2 separate regions of the Anas platyrhynchos genome follow, and region 2 is linked to region 1. Evidence: chromatin contacts called from public Hi-C data. All regions are on one chromosome and are shown on one strand. The core of a region is the stretch at or near the end of the contact, and the rest is flanking DNA. Distances in the headings are between cores, read along the strand shown. Region 1 overlaps RARB (retinoic acid receptor beta). Region 2 overlaps RARB (retinoic acid receptor beta).

What was found. A called contact is a pair of places that touch in the nucleus more often than the background predicts.
Region 2: a contact with region 1 is called in a Hi-C map of skeletal muscle, with 4 times the contacts expected there. The contact joins two enhancer-like sites. A contact is called at or near these places in 2 of 8 Hi-C or Micro-C datasets (skeletal muscle and subcutaneous adipose tissue).

What each region holds. Positions count from the first base shown.
Region 1 is chr2:119,097,398-119,101,050 of IASCAAS_PekinDuck_T2T, forward strand. RARB (retinoic acid receptor beta) reads right to left here. Exons shown (of 10, transcript XM_072033461.1): 8 at 1-23. Among named protein-coding and RNA genes, the nearest start is that of TOP2B, 70 kb to the left of the region's middle. Within about 2 kb of position 1,649, at least 1 of the 8 cell types and tissues checked has an H3K27ac peak or open chromatin away from gene starts, as enhancers often do.
Region 2 is chr2:119,159,653-119,162,939 of IASCAAS_PekinDuck_T2T, forward strand. All of the region lies in intron 3 of RARB (retinoic acid receptor beta), which reads right to left. Among named protein-coding and RNA genes, the nearest start is that of TOP2B, 130 kb to the left of the region's middle. Within about 2 kb of position 1,364, at least 1 of the 8 cell types and tissues checked has an H3K27ac peak or open chromatin away from gene starts, as enhancers often do.

The DNA.
Region 1 (3,653 bases), core at 399-2,898:
TATCTTGTGCAAATTCTAAGGATCTGCGGAAGGATAAAAATGAAATCTGAAGAATTCAGCCCTCGAGAGGTTTGCTGCTTTCTCCCAGTGCGGCAAATTACCCAAGGAGCTGAAGCACACGTTCATGTCAAAGCGACCTGAAATCCAACTCCAGCATGTTCAGTTCCAGTAACACAAAATTTCTCTAGTACAACAGAAATAAATACTTCATAAACTATGATTAGTCTTTTATGGCAGAAATTGGTCACTTCCAAATTCACCCTCTAGTTATGAAGTAATCAAACCTTGCATGCAGTTCCCATGACTAACTCGCCAACATTACCATGACAATCACAGAAAGTGCTTGTTAATCAGTATGCTGTACACACCTACCTGTGGGACGTTATTGCACTGCTGCTCTGGTCCCAGCAAGACCATGAAAATGTCTCACCTTTTCAAACACACACGCTATTTCATCGATTTGGGGGATCAATTTTGCGTGACAGTGCCTCTCTGGGCTGTGTCTTGGTAAGGACAAACTCCCCCCTCTGCCTTGAGTGAGCACAGAGAGCTTCGAGGTGGTGAAAGAGGCAGCTCGTACCTTGTGCTCGGGGGTTCCTTCATTTCTGCCCTGAGAGCAAACCACGGAAAGCACTAACACAGCCAGGTGTGCAGCAAGTGAACAAGTGCTCAGTTGGAGCAAGGACAAAATGGAAAAGCAGCCAAACAAGCAAAGGCACAGGAGGTAATTCCCAGTCATCACCAACTTGAATAAAACACCATCCCTGCCTGCTGCATCGTTCCCTGTCCCCTAGTGCCTCCCGCGTGCCAGCAGGCTGCTGGGCTCTCCTGCAGATGGGTGCAGGAGCCAGGAAGTGCTGCTGCACACCCAGGCAGGACATCTGCTAGAGCGCAGCAGTACTGCTTGCTCAGAAATACCAGCCTACTTCCCTCACGGCTCTTTTAACTCAAAACAAGCCTGACTTCAGGCCACTGTATGGTCAGTTTTTGTCAGATGCTGACACCGTAGCTATACGCTGGTTAAAATAATCTCCACACACATTTGTGCTTTGCCCGTTTCCTCTCCACTGCTCGGGATCGCATTGGGCTTGCCCCGGGTGCCACCTCGAGATGGAGAGATCCTCTCTGCTGACTGCAGCTGCGAGGCCACTGCTCATCTTATCCTTCCCAGGCGGCAGGACAAGGTGACCTGTGAGTCAGAAGTCCTTGCTGCTCTTCGTCCACTTCCTTCCCTTAAGCACCTTCTCACCACCTCCCCGTCCCGCTGGCAGGAGGACAGGGAGGTGCAGGACAGGACTTCCATCCTGTGGCACACCCATGTAACATATCTCAGTGCCTCATGTTTCGAAAACCAGAGGTGGGAGAAGGCTTACCACCAAATGCAACCAAACCAAGCCAATCCAAGCCGAAATCTTGCGAAGTCCAGCTGATTAGCTGAGGCTGCGGCCCTGTTTCTCCAGGGCCCGGCTGCGTTTATGTCCCATGCAGTCATCTCACTTTGTTTTAAGGATTCGACTGCACAGATTTACACAAATGTAACTGAGCACAGGGAGAATTTTAATTACTTCTCTGACTACCCGGGCTCTGAGTCAGAGGCCCCCGCCGCTTGGCAGCTGACCAGGCTGGGGCTGGCTCTCCCACTTTCATCTTTGCCTGGCAACACTGCCCCAAATAAGCAGGGAGGAGAGCGAGGAGGATACGGCATGTGAGAGACCTACTGGGAAGCTCTTATTTCTCTTTTAAAATTCCTTGGTAAGAGACTTAATGGGGCGTATTTCTGCAGAAGGCTCTTGAGCTGCTTTCCATCTGAGTAATACCCTTATCTCACGTGGTGGGTACACGCCGAAGCACCGGGACTCTCTGTGGTTGGCCAGATGTGTTTTACATCGTTCCCCTGCCCCCAAATTGGAATAAACTCTTGAACTCATTCGCATCAATGACCAAGAGTGGCACAAATACGAACGCGCACACTCAGGTTCTTCACTAACCACAAATCCCCTCTAATATAAGTGATCTGAAAAGGCTGATGGTAACGCCAAAGGTTTTGGGTAATCACCAAAGTGTGTTTGAGGATTATCAGCAGGAATCAATGTTACCAAGCATGGCACCCCCTCAATAAAAGAAACCATGTTTGCCATGGTCTATGCTGCCAGTAACCACTGGCAGCTCTCTCCCCTGAAGTTCACCCTTGCCTACACTTTGGTATCTCCAGAAGGCATCCTAAAGAGACACCAGACACAGCAACAGCTTCCAGGGGCCTTGCATAAAGAATCATCAAAACCTACGAGGCCCACAGAATGCAGTTACTGCCAGGCGCAGGCAGCGACAGGGAGGGCTCCTCGCAAAAGGCAGCCTTGAGGCTTCGGTACCGAAATGCTGCTTGAGCCTTTAATTGGATGAGCCTGCAGCGGCTCAGACGGGGCACCCGCACAGCTGAAGCTCAAGCATGTGCTTTCTGCAGCGCACTTAACTTGACTGGAGCAATCAGGTCTCAGGTTTCTGCTGCATTCCTTCTACATTATCCCACAACACACTGTTATTAAACTCTGAGACAGATCATTTAAAATGTTTTCTTTTTCTTTTTCTTTCTTTCTTTTTTTTTTCTTTCTAATTTATGCCCTTCATCAAGATCTGTGAAACGCCATGGATATTGCTGAGTTGCTCTTAAACCTTTCTTGGGCAAACTTCCAGTGTCAAAGTAAAGTTGATTTCAAGCTCATATTCACTGAAGAACATATGGGAAATGTCAGCACTTCAAAATAAGAAATCACTGTATCTTTCTCCATTTTAAACTGTCTAGAAGACATCCTCCTAATGTCCTCAGCGCTGTTCAGATTTTGTAACTAAGCCAAGTATTTGAGCTGTCACTCTGCTCTTAAATGCCACTTGCAGCCATAAATAAGGTTCTTGCCCATGATTAAAGGACCCTTTGTTTTAAAGAACATATCTTCAAGTGTCTATGAGTCAGTCACAAAAAGGCAAAAACAAAAAAAAAAAAAAGAAAAAGAAAAAAAAACACCTCCCTACCGGTCACATGAAACCAGAAATATCCAGAAAGCTGCACTTACAAAATCGTGCTGCCATAAAATTGTTACCTGCTTGAAAGAGATCTGTGAAGGTAAGCCGGGCTTTCTGTAAGAAATCCTGTTTCTCCACGTTGGCTGCCTGAGCCGGGTGGGACGGTTTCCCAAGCAGGTGACCTGTGGCGGGGCAGCAGGTGAACAAAGCTCCCCGCCGCTCCGTGCCCATCAGCACAGGTTACTCCGTGTTTTCGTGCAGGATTTTACAACAGAAGTTTAAAAATGACATTACAAGGGATGAGCATTCAAGGGCTTAGGGCTTTATCCATCAGATTTAAGGGAGACTGAGCTCTGGACTCCTTCCACATTCGCCTTGCCAGAACAAAACGAGGCTGCTGGTGCTCCCGCTGCGGGGCCAGCGGACGAGCAGACAGAAGCAGTCACTTTTACGAGGGTTACTGACTGAATTTTAGTAATATTTACCCCCGAAACCTTTGGCTCCAGAGCAAACATAAATTCCACCGTTCTCAATTGGCGCCTTCAACTATCTTGTGAGGCCTGATGCTACTTCCCTTCCAGAATTTTTGTTTGTTTGTATATAAAACGATTCCTTGACCCAAATCCAATAGAGCT
Region 2 (3,287 bases), core at 114-2,613, 62 kb after region 1:
TTACAGGGGCTTCCAATCAGCCTGTGGAATGATAAAATTTTAGCTTTAAAACTCTAATACCAGCAGACAATGTGTTTCGTATTAGCTCATTCAACTCTCCAGTCAGTCTGAAAGGCAGTTTTTAGGCTTCCCATGGGAAAACAAGGTTGTGTCATTCAATAAAACAACTGCACTCCTGCAATCCTTCCCTGATTTCGGTTTGGGAAAAGCAGTCTTTGAGGAATAATGCCGATACACTGCAGCATTTTTGCGGATTTCATTCGACACAAGCACCAGCATCCAACAGCAGTGTTCACACCGCAGGCCATATGTACAACACAGCTCTGTCACGCACTGGCCAAGCACCAGCAACTTGGGATGCTCAGAAGAGGTTAAGCAACCAGCTCAGTTCATAAAGGAAGGAAGAAAGAGTAGGCAGCAACTGAAGATCTGAAGATGCCACTACAGATTTAATTTTTTTTCTGGCCAATGGTAAAAGATATGCGTGAGTAAAAAAGCCAGCACAAACCAAAACACCCTCCCCAAAACACTCAGACATATACACTACTGGAAGAGCTCAATCTATTCTATATAATAATTGTGTTGGATGAGCAGCTGTCTAGAGGTTGAGTTTTTGTAGGAAAACCACATTTGGGAATGTTCGCTCATAGGCACAATGCACAGACAGCTTTCTGGGGCAGGCTCCAACTCAGGTTAGGCAAGCCCTACACTCCTAGACCAGCTTCTGCCTCACTCGTCTTCCTTGGATTTAGCCTTTTAAACTCCTTATTTGAAAATGTAAGTAGTGCCATTCAAGCTTCCTGGGTTTAGAGCCCTGTTTTTGTACCACACAGGTGAAGAACAGCAGCAGAGCCTCTTCTCATCTACACAGGCCTGCACATGGAAGCTAAAATAAAACAGGGCGGGCGGGCACAGCTGACATTTCCAAGAAGGAATTTGTAAAGTAGCCTTAAAATTTCAGGAACAAGTCAGTCAAAGCAACTCCTTTCAAGGTCCTGCTGTCTCTTCCCGCGGGATGTGACATGATTCACCTGAGAAAACAGAGCCTCAGCGCAGTCACAGGACACCTGAATGCTGCTTAAGCACACAGGGACCCTCCAACAATAGGTCACTTCACAATTCCTAAGATGTCTGAAATACTTCGAAAGGTTAGATAAAGTAGCAGATAAGATCTTGAAAAGCACAGCGTGCTTTGTGAGAGCTAATTTACTGCCAGCTAAACCATGTTGACAGATAGAGGTATTTCACTCGGTGACCAGCTAGAAGCAGGCATTATGAAATGCCTTTCGTTTCACTAGGAACCTAGATTATTAAGCTTGTATGTTAATGCACACTTTGGACAGTGGAGTCTTAAAAGAATAAGAAGTTGTAAAGCAAATGGCATTTCCTGGATCGCCTCAAGGGAATTGTGAATACTGAGCTCAGGGTCCCTGGTGGGAAGCAGCAATTTCAGCTAATTAGGGTGAATAGCAAAGTGTTGCATTTGGTCAAAACATTCTGTTAACCCTCATTTTTGTTGGCACCAACAAGAGTCTGGATTTTTTTGCCTCCTTTTTTTTTTTTTTTCCTTTTTTTTTTTTTTTTATGAATTCACTGCAGGAGTGCAAGGCACACAGCTCACATACATTAGGCAGAAAGTCAAAGGAAACGCCAAAGTTCAACTAAAGTACAAGTAATTAGAACCAGATTCTCTGCTGCTTGTATGTGTGCATTTGATTGTAGAAGTTATTTATAAGCCTCCAAACATTTGAAAAAATAACTATATACTGTAGATCATTTAATTTTTATGTCTAGTCTGGAAAAAAAAAAAAAGTCTGCTTTTAATCATCTTCCAGGAAAGAGCCAGGAACTGGGAAAGTGGGTCTCAATTGTTTCAATACAAATTTCTCTCTTTCATGTGCCACATAAAACTATACTATAAAATTAAATCCAAAATAGCGTTGACTCAACCCCCGCCCCGTTGTTTTTTTTTTTTTTTTTTAATAAAAAACCTCTTTGAATTTGTCATGCTTAAATAGTTTGCATTGTTACGAGTTTTTTTTTTTTTTTTTTTTTTTTTAAACCGTTGTTTGGAAGACAGACAAGGGGGAAGAAAAGCGCGAGAGAAAGAAAACATTATGGTGGAGCCTTGCCAGCCTTGACTTAGTAACCTGGCCATGACCCTCCAGCGAGTGTGTGTTTGACCCGGTCACACATGGCTCTGGCTGCGGACTGTTGCTGGGTTATACGGCCCAGATATTTTTACCATATACACAACAGGTGCGGGTCAGAGACAAGAAAAAAGGCGAAAAACAAAGTCTCCGCTTTGCGTGAAGACCCTGATTTTCCCCCTTTCAAAGATAACGACAGAAGCAAAGGAGTGGGGATACGATTTCAGTGATCGACGTCCCCGTGCTCGATCGCTGCTCTGCGCCAGGATTTATGACGGATTTGCTGCGCGGAGGTCGAGTGGGCTGAGGGCAGGAAGAAAGAGGAAAAGGCTCGGGGGAAACAACACGCCAAATGTTAATCAACTTGCATTGAATTACCGACCTGCAACATCCGAGCCGCTATCAGAAACCCTTCCTCGCAGGGCTGGGTATGCATTGAGGTGCAGGAAGGAATGTTTTTTGTTAGCACAGCATACCTGCATTAAAACACAGGCTGCCATAGCTCCAGATTAAGTATAGCTATTGGGATTTTCGTAAGTACTTATGGGAACATGTCCTCCATTTTAGCGTCCCCTTTTTAACACTCCCGTCCCGCTAGCTGCACACATCTGTCTTAACACCACGGCGTTACGTAAGTTATTGTATTTAGTTCCTCATCACCATTTTTCCAGCTTTAATTTTAATCAAGCTATAGTTCAACTCTACAAGACCGTCTAGGTCTTAAAAGAAAAAAAAAAGGTGTGACTTAGCCTTGAAAGCAAAAACAAACAAACAAAAACCAAACACGAACCCCAAATCAACACTCTATGTCTTCAGGTTTGCTTTTACTATGAAAAAGGGACTTTTTCAACAAGAACATCAAAAGACTACACTTTATGATCTGGCCTATAGTTGGGGTGCCCAATCCCAAATGATCTCTTTCTGTTATTTGAAAAGTTCAACAAATATCCCCCAGATTTTTGCCGCGTACAGTTTGGGATTCCTACAGCACAATTAAAAACAAACAAACAAACAAACAAAAAAAAACCAAAAAAACAACAAAACTTAGACAAAGTAGAGGTTATGGGGATCAGAAGCCCAGGCTGCAAGCCCTCACTAATGGACAAGCCGCACACACAAGGTCGCCTCGAAGGTGCC